Regions from separate parts of the Mus musculus genome. Here all the other regions are linked to region 3. A link is a contact called in public HiChIP or PLAC-seq and promoter capture Hi-C data. All regions are on one chromosome and are shown on one strand. The core of a region is the stretch at or near the end of the contact, and the rest is flanking DNA. Distances in the headings are between cores, read along the strand shown. Region 1 holds the start of Myo1f (myosin IF). Region 2 holds the start of Adamts10 (a disintegrin-like and metallopeptidase (reprolysin type) with thrombospondin type 1 motif, 10). Region 3 holds the start of Zfp952 (zinc finger protein 952). Region 4 overlaps Hnrnpm (heterogeneous nuclear ribonucleoprotein M).

What was found. Promoter capture Hi-C pulls out the DNA fragments that hold promoters and counts their contacts. HiChIP or PLAC-seq counts read pairs in DNA pulled down with a chosen protein or histone mark.
Region 1: an H3K27ac HiChIP or PLAC-seq map of bone marrow-derived dendritic cells shows a contact between it and region 3, with 5 times the contacts expected there. The contact joins the promoter of Myo1f here to the promoter of Zfp952 in region 3. A contact is called at or near these places in 16 of 39 promoter capture datasets (the 3T3-L1 cell line, the C10 cell line, the HPC-7 cell line and 8 more), 2 of 15 datasets of contacts at CTCF or cohesin (large pre-B cells and pro-B cells), 6 of 484 Hi-C or Micro-C datasets (DN3 thymocytes, embryonic stem cells and reprogramming fibroblasts), 9 of 115 datasets of contacts at active chromatin or transcription factors (T-cell acute lymphoblastic leukemia, acute myeloid leukemia, bone marrow-derived dendritic cells and 5 more) and 2 of 9 other capture datasets (embryonic stem cells and macrophages).
Region 2: a contact with region 3 is called in an H3K4me3 HiChIP or PLAC-seq map of the 230-238 cell line, with 7 times the contacts expected there. The contact joins the promoter of Adamts10 here to the promoter of Zfp952 in region 3. A contact is called at or near these places in 18 of 39 promoter capture datasets (the 3T3-L1 cell line, 3T3-L1-derived adipocytes, the C10 cell line and 13 more), 3 of 15 datasets of contacts at CTCF or cohesin (the NIH/3T3 cell line, large pre-B cells and pro-B cells), 6 of 484 Hi-C or Micro-C datasets (the HL-1 cell line, the NIH/3T3 cell line, embryonic stem cells and 2 more), 10 of 115 datasets of contacts at active chromatin or transcription factors (the 230-238 cell line, embryonic stem cells, forebrain and 3 more) and 3 of 9 other capture datasets (embryonic stem cells, liver and macrophages).
Region 4: a contact with region 3 is called in a promoter capture Hi-C map of liver, with 3 times the contacts expected there. The contact joins the enhancer-like site here to the promoter of Zfp952 in region 3. A contact is called at or near these places in 13 of 39 promoter capture datasets (the 3T3-L1 cell line, 3T3-L1-derived adipocytes, the C10 cell line and 7 more), 1 of 115 datasets of contacts at active chromatin or transcription factors (large pre-B cells) and 1 of 9 other capture datasets (macrophages).

The regions. Positions count from the first base shown.
Region 1 is chr17:33,554,266-33,556,965 of GRCm38.p6, reverse strand. It overlaps Myo1f (myosin IF), which reads right to left and starts at 1,259. Exons shown (of 28, transcript NM_053214.2): 1 at 1,110-1,259. The coding sequence starts at 1,112.
Region 2 is chr17:33,522,790-33,525,546 of GRCm38.p6, reverse strand. It overlaps Adamts10 (a disintegrin-like and metallopeptidase (reprolysin type) with thrombospondin type 1 motif, 10), which reads right to left and starts at 1,462. Exons shown (of 25, transcript NM_172619.4): 1 at 1,289-1,462.
Region 3 is chr17:32,991,792-32,994,505 of GRCm38.p6, reverse strand. Zfp952 (zinc finger protein 952) reads right to left here and starts at 1,367. Exons shown (of 4, transcript NM_001045559.1): 1 at 1,248-1,367. The coding sequence starts at 1,268.
Region 4 is chr17:33,665,582-33,668,281 of GRCm38.p6, reverse strand. Hnrnpm (heterogeneous nuclear ribonucleoprotein M) reads left to right here. Exons shown (of 16, transcript NM_029804.3): 6 at 1,597-1,788; 7 at 2,637-2,700. Among named protein-coding and RNA genes, the nearest start is that of Hnrnpm, 19 kb to the left of the region's middle. Within about 2 kb of position 1,256, at least 4 of the 459 cell types and tissues checked have an H3K27ac peak or open chromatin away from gene starts, as enhancers often do. A contact at or near this core is called in liver, where this site is marked.

The DNA.
Region 1 (2,700 bases), core at 10-2,509, 560 kb before region 3:
ATGATGCTGCTAAGTCTAGACCCATGCATGGTGCTGATCATTCTCCAGCCTTCTCATCATCAACAGACTTCAACTTGAACTTGTAGTGACATCTCTGTCTGCAGCGTCTCCACTGCCATCCTTGGGTAGTAGGGAGAACGGTCTCTCCTTTGTATACCTTTCCTCTATCCTTTCTCCACCTAGTCCTCCATCTCCTCCTCTTTTTTTCTTCCTTCCTTCCTTCCTTCCTTCCTTCCTTCCTTCCTTCCTTCCTTCCTTCCTTTCTTTCTTTCATTAGGTATTTTCTTTATTTACATTTCAAATGTTATCCCCTTTCTTGGTTTCCCCTATGAAAACCCCCATCCCCTCCCTCTCCTCTTCTTTCTATTCCTTATCTCCATTCCTATTTTTCCTTTTCTTCTCCTAGCTCTCTCTTCCCCCTCCTTTTCATCCTTTGCTATCTTCTGCCGCACACCCACATCTCCAACTCCTCCTTAGTAAAATTAACTGGTCCTGGAAGTTAAATGAGGATGATGATGACTTATTTTCAGTGCTAGAGATGATACCCAGGATCTTGAGCACACTAGCCAAGCACCCGCACTGAGCTATCATCTGCCCCTGTGATTGTTATAGTCAAACCACCTAGGATCACTTGCACTGTTATCCCACCCCATGAGAGTGGCCAAACCTACAGATCCCTCTGATGAATGTTCCCAAGAAAAGCCCTACACCCCTCAAACACTCCTTTCTCCAGACCAACTTCTAAATAAGAGTTCTAGAAACAGAGGCTAAGAGAGGGAAGAGCTTGTTTCAAACTGCAGGGGAAGACTAGTTCTGAGATGAGTTGATAACCTAGTTCTCTAAGCCCCTGAAAAGGGACATGTTCTCTTCCTGACGACTGTGTAATTCCTTCAGGGACACTTTCTTTCCTATTTATGTTGCAGTATTGGTCCTCATACCCAGCCTGGCAGATGCAGATTGGAGCTTGATTCTTGGTGAGGGACATGGGGTGCTCTGTGCTGTCCTATGGAACTCTGTCTCTGAAGGCTCTGTGGTTCTCATAACCATTGCCCCAAGTTTTGAGGGTGCTACCAGGTTACCACTCCCAGATCCCACCTTGAACAACTTACCATGGTGAGGGATGGTATGTAGGCTCCTGTGGGTAATGACAGGGGTGCAGGCTCAGAGGGTTCTAGGGGGTGGCTCTGGCATGGCTCTCCTCCTTCACAGGCTCTTGGCCCTAGTTCCTCTTGTAACAGCCCCTCTTTTACTTCCTTTGCGGGAGGGCTCATGACCACAGGGGAGGGAAGCTGAGGGCGGGGACAGTGCTCTGAGCTCTAGCAGCAATGACAGGGCTGAGGGAACCGTTTGGAGCTTACCCTGAAGGGATAGGTCAAAGTTGGCGGGCAGTCACTGCCAGACTAGAGAAAGTCCTTTATCCATCATCTACCTCAAGAAAAGAGTTACAGCAAAAAGCACCCAAATCAGCTGACTGCAGGACTGGCCGCTTAGTTCTCTTCAGAATCAGGGGAAGGAAGTACCATTTCAGATGTGTGTCTGCTCAGAGTTCCCATGGAAACCCTTTATGGTCCTCCCTGTAGACTGTTCCTCCAAAGCCAGGTCTGTTAGTAAGGGAAGTTTAACTGGAGTAGAAGACACCACAAGACTTATTTCCCTTTAATGTCTGTATTTCTCTTTGTGTGCGTTTCTATATGGGTGCATATGAATGTGTGGAGGGAGGTCAGAAGACAACCTTAGGTGAGTGCCAGTTCTCACCCTTCTCCTTGAAATAGGCATCACTGTTGTTTTCCTACTGTGGAAATCAGGCTAGTCTGCAAGCTTCCTGGATTCTCTTGTCTCCACCTCCTATCTCCATGTCTCAGATATTTGTTACCTTTATCTGGCTTTATGTGGGGTCTGGGGATTCAAACTCATGCCCTGATGCTTGTTGTGAAAAGTGAGCTATTGGCCTTGAGAGAGAGAGAGAGAGAGAGAGAGAGAGAGAGAGAGAGAGAGAGAGAGAGAGAAAGAGAAAGAGAGAGACACAGAGAGAAACAGAGACAGAGACAGAGAGACAGAGACAGAGACCGAGACCTTTGGAACCCAGGAGGCACTGGATCTCTGGGAGTTTACATCTGTTAACCACCTGATATGGGTGCTTGGAATTGAACTGTGGTCCTCTGAAATTACAGGAAGTAATCTTCTATCCAGTTGAGCCTTCTATCCAGCAAGCACCTCCCACTGTCACTCCACCCCAAATCTGGATATTGTTGTGGTTTTTGTTTTTGAGATAGGGTTTCCACTGTATAATTTTGACTTGTCTGGAGTTTGTAAGTAGCAAATTTGGTCTCAAACTCAGAGATCCTCCTGCCTCTGGATTGTGGGGCCCAAAGATGTACACACCATTCCTGGCCCAATCTGGGTTTTCACACTTACAGCCTTGCTGTTTTCCTGACTTGGCTCTATCAGCAGCAGCCAGCACATGTAGGGCCTACCATACGTTAGCTCAGTACTTGGTCTTTGGAAGACCAGATCACAAATGAGTCTTCTGTTGACATGGAGGAAATGACAGTTCCTAGAAGTTGTCACCTCCTCATGTTACCCACTGGGGAGGTGGCTAAGACCAAACCAGACTGGTGAGAGCCTAACAGGGACCTGTGTTCTAATCCATCTTTGGTCCATGCCACAGAGACTGGGAATGTCTCTGTGTCCTGTGCTCTC
Region 2 (2,757 bases), core at 213-2,712, 530 kb before region 3:
GTGTGTGTGTGTGTGTGTGTGTGTGTGTGTGTGTGTGTGTGTGTGTACCTAGGCTTGGCCCCTGTCCCCCAGGCCCCTCCTCTGGCAGGCTGCAGGGAGGCCACTAGCCTGGGGGAAGGGCACAAGTGCTGGAAGAGGGAAAAGCCTCCCGGGAATGTGTGTGGCTCCATCACATCCTGGGGATCCTATAGGGACCAGCACTCCACACCTAGACTTTTGTAGGCTGTGCGGGAAACCCAGCTAAAGAGGTGGAGGCTTCTCAGTGGAGGACAGAGCTTCTTTGGCCAGGCATAGGCAGCCATCAGCCTGAGGCAGCAGGCTTCCTCCAGGCGCTGCACATCTGGCCTGGCTGCTGTGAGCACACAGACAAAAGGACCAGCCAGAGGGGAGGCCTAAGGGGAGGGGCTGCACAGGTCACCACTCCCATTACCACCAACCAGCTGTTAATTAAAGTGTGTCTCCCCCTGGTAGGGAGGCTCCTTGCTTCAGAGTTCTGTGGCATAGATGACCATCTGAGGGGAAGTAGCAGCCCCAGCTCCACTCTCACAGGCAGACACACAAACAAACACAATCACACTCTATAGGGCAACCCACACTTGAATAGCAGGAAGGCCTGGTTCACTAAACCCAAACACACACAACTACATACCTCCACACCTATGTATACAGAAACACATATTTCCACATGGACACCCAGACAGCCCATAAACCCAGACAAACAGGCCTATGTGCACAGTTACACAGTCCAAGACAAGCCACAAGCCTAGCAGCCTATACACGCTCATTTAACACAGAAAGTTAACACACACACATGCACAAGTTTACACATTCATAGCAGGGGGAACTAAGAAATTCTACAAACTCAGACACATATGCATGCAGGCATTTCCACTAATAACACTCCTGAGAAACGCAAATATTCAGAGACAGACACACTTGGCATTTACATGCACGAGAGGCATTTTTCTTACCCTCACTTAGGCAAACACTCAACACACCTCAACAGTCTGCCCACACAGTCGCTCCCAGATGCTGAAAGCCATAAGGTCATACAATCCGCAGAAGCACAACCATTTGGATACGTGGCTGACCTCGACCCCCGCCCCAAACCTGAGCCAACCCAAACAGGCAGTCTGTATCTGCAACACTTAGGGACATTCGGCACCAACACAGCACTCGCACAACGGGATCCGTCCAGCACATCTTGTCCCCGAGACACACAAAGTCACTTATAATCACTGCATTCCGGTGACTGCGCCGCCCAACTGGGTCCCCAGATCGCCAGTACCTGCGTGCCTGGAGCCTTCGGTCCGCTGTAGACGCACAGACTCACCGCCCGGCGCACAGGAAGGGAGGGAGCAAGCGCCCGGTGGCGTGGCCGGGGGAGGGGGCGCGGGAAGGCACTCACTTCCTGAGCAGCCTGCCAGGGTTATTAAAAAAAAAGAAAAACCAAAAAAAAAAACCCAAACCCCGCCCGCCGCTGCTGCTGCTTCCGCCGCCGCCGCCGCCCAGGGCCTCAGGCTGGACCCAAGCCAAGGACCCCGGAGCCCGGATTACCCCGCCTCGCGAAGGGCGCCCGTGTGGGTGGAGATGCTGAGGAGGAATTTGGGATGGGAGTTGGAGAAGGTTGGGGGGGGGGGTACGGGAGAGGGGAGGCTGGGGGCGGAGATAGAAGAAGGCAGGGGGTGTGAAGGGACAGAGGTGGAGAGTGGGGGAGGAGTGGACGCACACAGTAGGGGGATGGGGGGGAGGACGGAAAGGAGGGGTTAGGCGGGAAATTGTGAGGGAGGAAAGTTTGAATAGAAAGAGGTGGAGGAGATGGGGGTCCTGGAGAAAGGGGCAAAATTGAGTTGGGGGCTAGCGAGGGGGTTGAGACAAGGGGAGAGCCCAGTGCCTTGCCTCCGTTAGCCGAGTCAACAACAGCTGTTATTTATTGAGGGCTGGTCCTTGCTCAAGCAAACATTTATTGGGCGCCTCTCCGTGTGCCAGGCATGGTGCCCGAGGCTGAGTGAATAAATCTGAGTTGGGTCCCAGCCTTCACAAAGCTCCGGTCCGGGGGCTTTGATCTGCTTTGGCTCTGCTTTTGAGTTCACTTGCTTTAACTCTCTAGCAGTGAAGAGGACCTAGTCAGTTCCATTTTACAGATGTGAAAACTAAGTCCAGCCAGGGGGGCGTCATGATCATCTTTGGGACACAGTGTTTAAATCTACGAGGAGTTTGTACATGCAGGAGATGACCAGTGCAGTGGAGCAAAGCTGGGATTCCAACCAGCTTCAATCCAGGCCTGATTGTGGGAGTGTTCTACACCATTACCCCTGGTCTCAGAATTCCAAGATTGGCCCCCACAGTGGGCTTTGGCCTTGGCCTTGACCGACTCTGATTCTAGGTTTTCTTATCCTTAGAAATGGGGTAATGACAGCCTTTGTAGGGAGCAGGGGAGGAAGAGGGGTGGTTGTGGGAGGGAGCAGGAGAGTTTCAACCACAAACATTCCCTCTGTTCTGAGTTCAGCTAGGGATACAGGTAGTTCTCTGTCTCTACGTTGAACTTAGTCTTGAACTTGGAAATGGCATGTTAAGGGCTCATGCACTGTACGAAAAATTCCTATGGTGCCCGAACCCTCCTGCCCGGACCCAACTTCTCTGGACACCCTGCCAGACCAGAGGGGCTGTTAACTTTTACATACTGCAATCCCTAGAACCCATACCCACCCCTGGCCTCCACTAACCGAACTGCCCCTTGGGCCCCTTGGCCTGAGG
Region 3 (2,714 bases), core at 118-2,617:
ATTTCAAGGAAAAAAATAAATGGTGCCTTTGTGTCAGGCTGATCATCCCCGACTTTCTTGATGGTCAGAGATTACTATCTACATAGAACAAGTAGTTGAAGGCAAAAACACCAAAGATTTAATATTTCTTCCAAGAACTGTATTCCAATTAAAGACTAATTGACGAACTCTCCTAATTCTTTCTGTTCGGAGAAACCCACCAAGGAAAACCAAATTACAGCTACATGAATCCCTTCCCTCAGGCTTTCCCCCCATTTTTCCATATTTCCACTTTTAACTATTTTGACCAGCATTATTATTCAAAAGAGAGCTCAAAAGCGAGGTTGAAATAGATTTCCAATGGAGAAAAATGCCCTCTACACAACAAGGAGCCTTTGCCTAACATAAATAAAGCCTCGGGTTCAACTGGCCCTACTGTAAGGAGACAGTTGTCTGAATCCACGCATCTCAAGGACAGCTTCACTATCCTGCTGACAGAAACAAACTGAGTCCGTGTTCCCAGGCCCAGGAACCAGCTCCTTTGCCCCTCATCATTTTGAGTTACTCACCAAATGTCCAGGATGAGGCCTGACCACCAAGATTCTGAGAAAAAAGCCTTGAAACCAGGTGGCCCAGGGGAGGCTTCATCACCAATGATTCCTTTACCCCTTTCCTGTGACAAGCCGCAGGAGTCATCAAAATCACATTGGCGACTCCCTTGCCCAACCCCTTATGTCAAAATACGGCTGGACAACGCTACAGCCCACTCACTCCACTCCCCTTTGCTCTGAGGTCTCATCCGAAATATGCTGTGCAATTTTCCTTCCGGGACGGGGTCTATGCTATTGTCCCTGACCGGTCAGGTTTTTCTGCTTAATTAAAATAAAGATCTTGCTTTGCTGGACTCTTGTGCCTGCTTGTGTTTTGTTTTGGGGGGACCCCCAACAGCTGAAAAAAATAAAGAAAACGAAAGAAAAACACACCGTGATCACGGAGGAAAACTACAGCAGGGCAAACGAAAGTGCAAGGGCAGAAAGACCCGCAACAGCGCTCACACACCCTCTGTCGTTCAAAACGCAGTTTGCGTTCAGCATCACCAATCTACCAGCGCTGCAAATTCTGCAGAGGTGTAAGTTCGAGGCATGGACCCACACTGAAAGGACTGGCATGAAACCCGTTTCGTAGTGAAGGGACAGAACTGGACCCTGGTCTCCTGGCAGTGTCACAGATCTGCCATCCTCGAAGCCAGGAGCCCGTGACACACTCACCATTCTCTGCTTTTGATGCATACTGTGTCCTCTCCAAGGAGCCTGAAATTAGAAGAAGTGACAGTAACCGAAGAAGAGTTGACACGACTCTTCCCGCAGCTGCACCGGCTTCAAGATGGTAGCAAGTGAGGAACCCTTCGATTATCTGCGCTTCTTATTGGACAGGGGAATAACAGCGCCGTTGATTGGTGAATAACTCCCCCTGCCTCCTACGAGCTTAATTAAAAAGAAATCAGCCTTTCTGAGTACCGCTGCAGCTAAAATCACAGTTGTCACTCATGACCCTTTTAGCTTGCTCTTCACTAGAACAAACCTGGCGCAACCTGAAGTTTTGTGGCATTTAAGGAAACATTCAGCAGGATTCTTAGTGCATGCGTTTTCCAACTACACACCCTATCCCCTAAAGAACTAATGCTACAGCTTTACAGTGGAGCCTCTAGTGTCAGTACCCCAAGGAGAAAACCCAAGACTTTTCCTTAGGAAGAGTCCCTATGTCAATCTGGGGGCATAGGGAAAAAAAGAGGACCTGACATGCAAGCTCAAGATTTGGGGAGGTTAAGCTAAAGCTTTCGCAAACCTTGTGTTTCAATATACCCGTTTTCTGCCAAGAAAATTAAAACATATCAACAATGAATTCAACTATAAATTGTCTGGAGAAAAATGGAATTGCACACCCGAAGTTTTCTACAAAGGATTCAACAGGTCTGAAAAGCAGCCTTTGGACGTCAGCCAAAAAGGTTTCTTTGCCCAAGGAAATCCTCTATATTCAGGAATGTAAAATGGTCTCAGCCTCCCAGATCAACACTGATTTTGGACCAAGAGCTTCACAGTGGATCTGTTAGGTTCGGGGAGAAGCCAAGAAAATTGATTTCAAAGACAGCAGCTTAAAATGAAAGTTTTATTCTCTGAGTACACAGAGAGGTAGCCAGCTCGGGATCTCTACTGCATACCTGAAGGGAAATAGTATAGCATATTAAAGGATGAAACCACAAGTTCAGGGGGAAGCCGGGTGGGCTGTAGCATTGTCCACTCATATTTTTTTTTAAAGATTTATTTATTACATGTAAGTACATTGTAGCTGTCTTCAGACATTCCAGAAGAGGGCGCCAGATCTCCTTACGGATGGTTGTGAGCCACCATGCGGTTGCTGGGAATTGAACTCAGGATCTTCAGAAGAGCAGTCAGTGCTCTTAACCGCTGAGCCATCTCTCCAGCCCGTCCACTCATATTTTGACACAATGGGTTGAACAAAGGAGTTTCCATTGTGGCTCTGCCCCTGACTGGGAGCAGTCAGTCAGGAAGGTGATGCACATTGGCGACTGGGCCTTATCTGGGGCCACCCAGTTTCAATGTCCTTGAAATCCTGGACATTTGGCCTGTAACTCAAAATGATAAGGGTGCAAAGGGGTGGGCAAGCTGCATGTAATCAGTTAGGTCATGACAGGCAATCAGTGTATAGATTTATGG
Region 4 (2,700 bases), core at 7-2,506, 670 kb before region 3:
CCAGTGGATTGCTTTCCCATTCCCTTCCTAGATGTGCGTGCCCCACAACCCCAGCTTTTTTTTTTTCCCCCCTTGGGTGACTGAGGATCTGAGCTCGGGTATTAATGCTTATTTATTTACCTGCTGAGCCATCTTATCCCTCTTTGAATTTTATAAAATGAATGTATTCATCTTTATTAAATCCAAACCATGGGGTTTTTATTTGTTTCATTGTTTGTTTTTGTGGTGGTGGCGGAAAAGATTGAACCCAGGGCTTTGTGCCTACAAGATTGCCACTATACTTTTTTTTTCTATAGAAGGATATTTTATTAACTGCCAAATATTATTTGCCTCCTTGACTGTGTGTGTATTTGGGGAACAGTGTTAAAATATCTGAAATTAGTTCTTTGCTGTGTATCCCAGGGTAATTTATAACTCATGATCCTCCTGCCTTAGCTGCCTGAGTGTGTAGATTAAAGGCAGCTCTTTTAGACCTTTTCCTTTTGGAAGAATACAGCATATTTGAGACTCTGAGGAAAGCATGGTCAGGTATAAGTCAGTTCTTACGTGTTAATGGTAAATTGAAGAGGCAGGCTTCAGGAATTGGGTCACGCTGTAAAGATGGCTCAGTGGTTGGGAGTGCTTTTTGCTTTTCCAGAGAGGATCTGCATTTGATTTCCAGCACTCAAGCAGGAAATACACAGTGCACGTACATGTGCTGTATACCTCTATATGGACACATAGACACAGATAAGAGTAAGATAGATAGTCATGCCAGCATCAAATTTCCATAAGTCTGTTCAGGTACTGATACACAGCATTGACTGTACTTGAATGCCAACACTGGTGCCCTTGAAGGGTTTAGGGAACCTTGGATTATAGAATGATGATTTAAGACTTTGTGAAAAATCATTGATGAGTTTTACATAAGTAACACTAATTAGTAAGAGTCATGCCCATGAAGATCTTGTTTCAATCTGGCATTTTTAACTCTGGTCAGCCAATCCTTTATCCCTTACCCGTTCATTTTAGTTAAAATTGAAGATTGTTTTTAGATTTTTAGTTTTATGCTTTTTGTTTCTGAACTGTTGCTCTTCCTAGAACTCTTCTTGTTGCTGTGGTTTATTTCATTTGTTAATAATTAGAGAAATACCTTTCAAACTGTCTGTTGGTCTGCAGATTTTTGTTTGCTTTTTTTGGTGTTGGTAATGGGAGTGGCTGGTGTATACTGTGCCGTATGATAAGGTCTGCCACTCTAAGTCGTATCCAAAGACAGACTTCGAGTACACAGCAAGAGGTACCAGACTGGACTGTGACAGAGCCCTCCCTGAAGCTTTTTACTTCAGCTTTGACCTTGAGCTGCTGTAGCAATCCTGAGAATTAAGGTTACAGACCTTTACCACCACTGCTACTGTGCTTTACTGGGAGCCTTTTTTATTTTATTTGTTTAATGATTGGGGGTAGGGATTGTACTTAGGAATACTAGGCAGAAACTCTATCACTGAGCTGCACCTCAGCAGACGAGAGCCTCTGTAGTGGTGAAGGCAGCAGTTCCACTAGTTTCTGCAAGCCTACTTCTGACCTACTTCTAGCTGTAACGCTTTATGCTTTTTTCAGGATCCTGATGGTGAACATGCAAGGAGAGCAATGCAAAAGGTGATGGCTACGACTGGTGGGATGGGTATGGGACCAGGTGGCCCAGGAATGATTAATATCCCACCCAGTATCCTAAATAATCCTAACATCCCAAATGAGATTATCCATGCATTACAGGCTGGAAGACTTGGAAGCACAGTATTTGTAGCAAATGTAAGTAAATGGGAACATTCTCTAAAATAGAAAAATAGGGAGGGACGGAAATAATGTGAAAATAGTGTGCATTTAATTTTAAATAAAATGAAAACAAATTAGAAAAATGTACAAAACACTTTATATTGATTGTATCACTGTTATACGAGTAATTTAAGTTAGACTTATGGTAGATAGCTTGTTTTCATTTTAAGTAGGCCTTCTACTTTGTTCTTGTGACCACTGCATTTGTGGCTTCAGGATTCACCTCAGTCCTATTAGGGTCTTGTTTCCTAAGGCTTTCTGATGCTACAGAGGCAGTAGCTGGGTACGCGTCCTTAATTGGGGTTTATTTAGGTAAAGGGAAGAATGGATAGACCATCAATATTTTCACATTTTTTTTGTATCTAGAGTAAATGGTGATATTTTTATTCTCTGCAAGGACAAATACTTTTAGAACTGAGTGGGTTCACAAGTTAAAAGGGGGGAAAGACTTAAAAGGAGAGTGACTTTTTGGGATTTTCAAGACAGTTTCTCAGTGGTGTTGCATTGGTGGGCCTTTGGCTCAAGAGATCTACCTGCCTTTGCCTTCTCTGTGCTGAGATTAAAGGCAGGTACCACCACCATCCTGCTGACTTTTTTAAGTATGAGGGGGAAAGCTTGTTAAATGTGAGGAGACTTATTCTGTTCCATTTAAGAAGAGAGGCAATAAATAGCAGAGTTAAGGCCCAGTTTTGCAGTCCTATTTAAAAATTCAACTGAAGTTAATTTTCTTGTAAAGTCAGTCAAAGCAATCTTAATATAGTAAAAGTGTGTCTTTTTCCCCAGAGAAGTTTACCTTGAAGTTTTCACCTTCTTCTTTCACCTAGCTGGATTATAAAGTTGGCTGGAAGAAACTGAAGGAAGTATTTAGTATGGCTGGTGTGGTGGTCC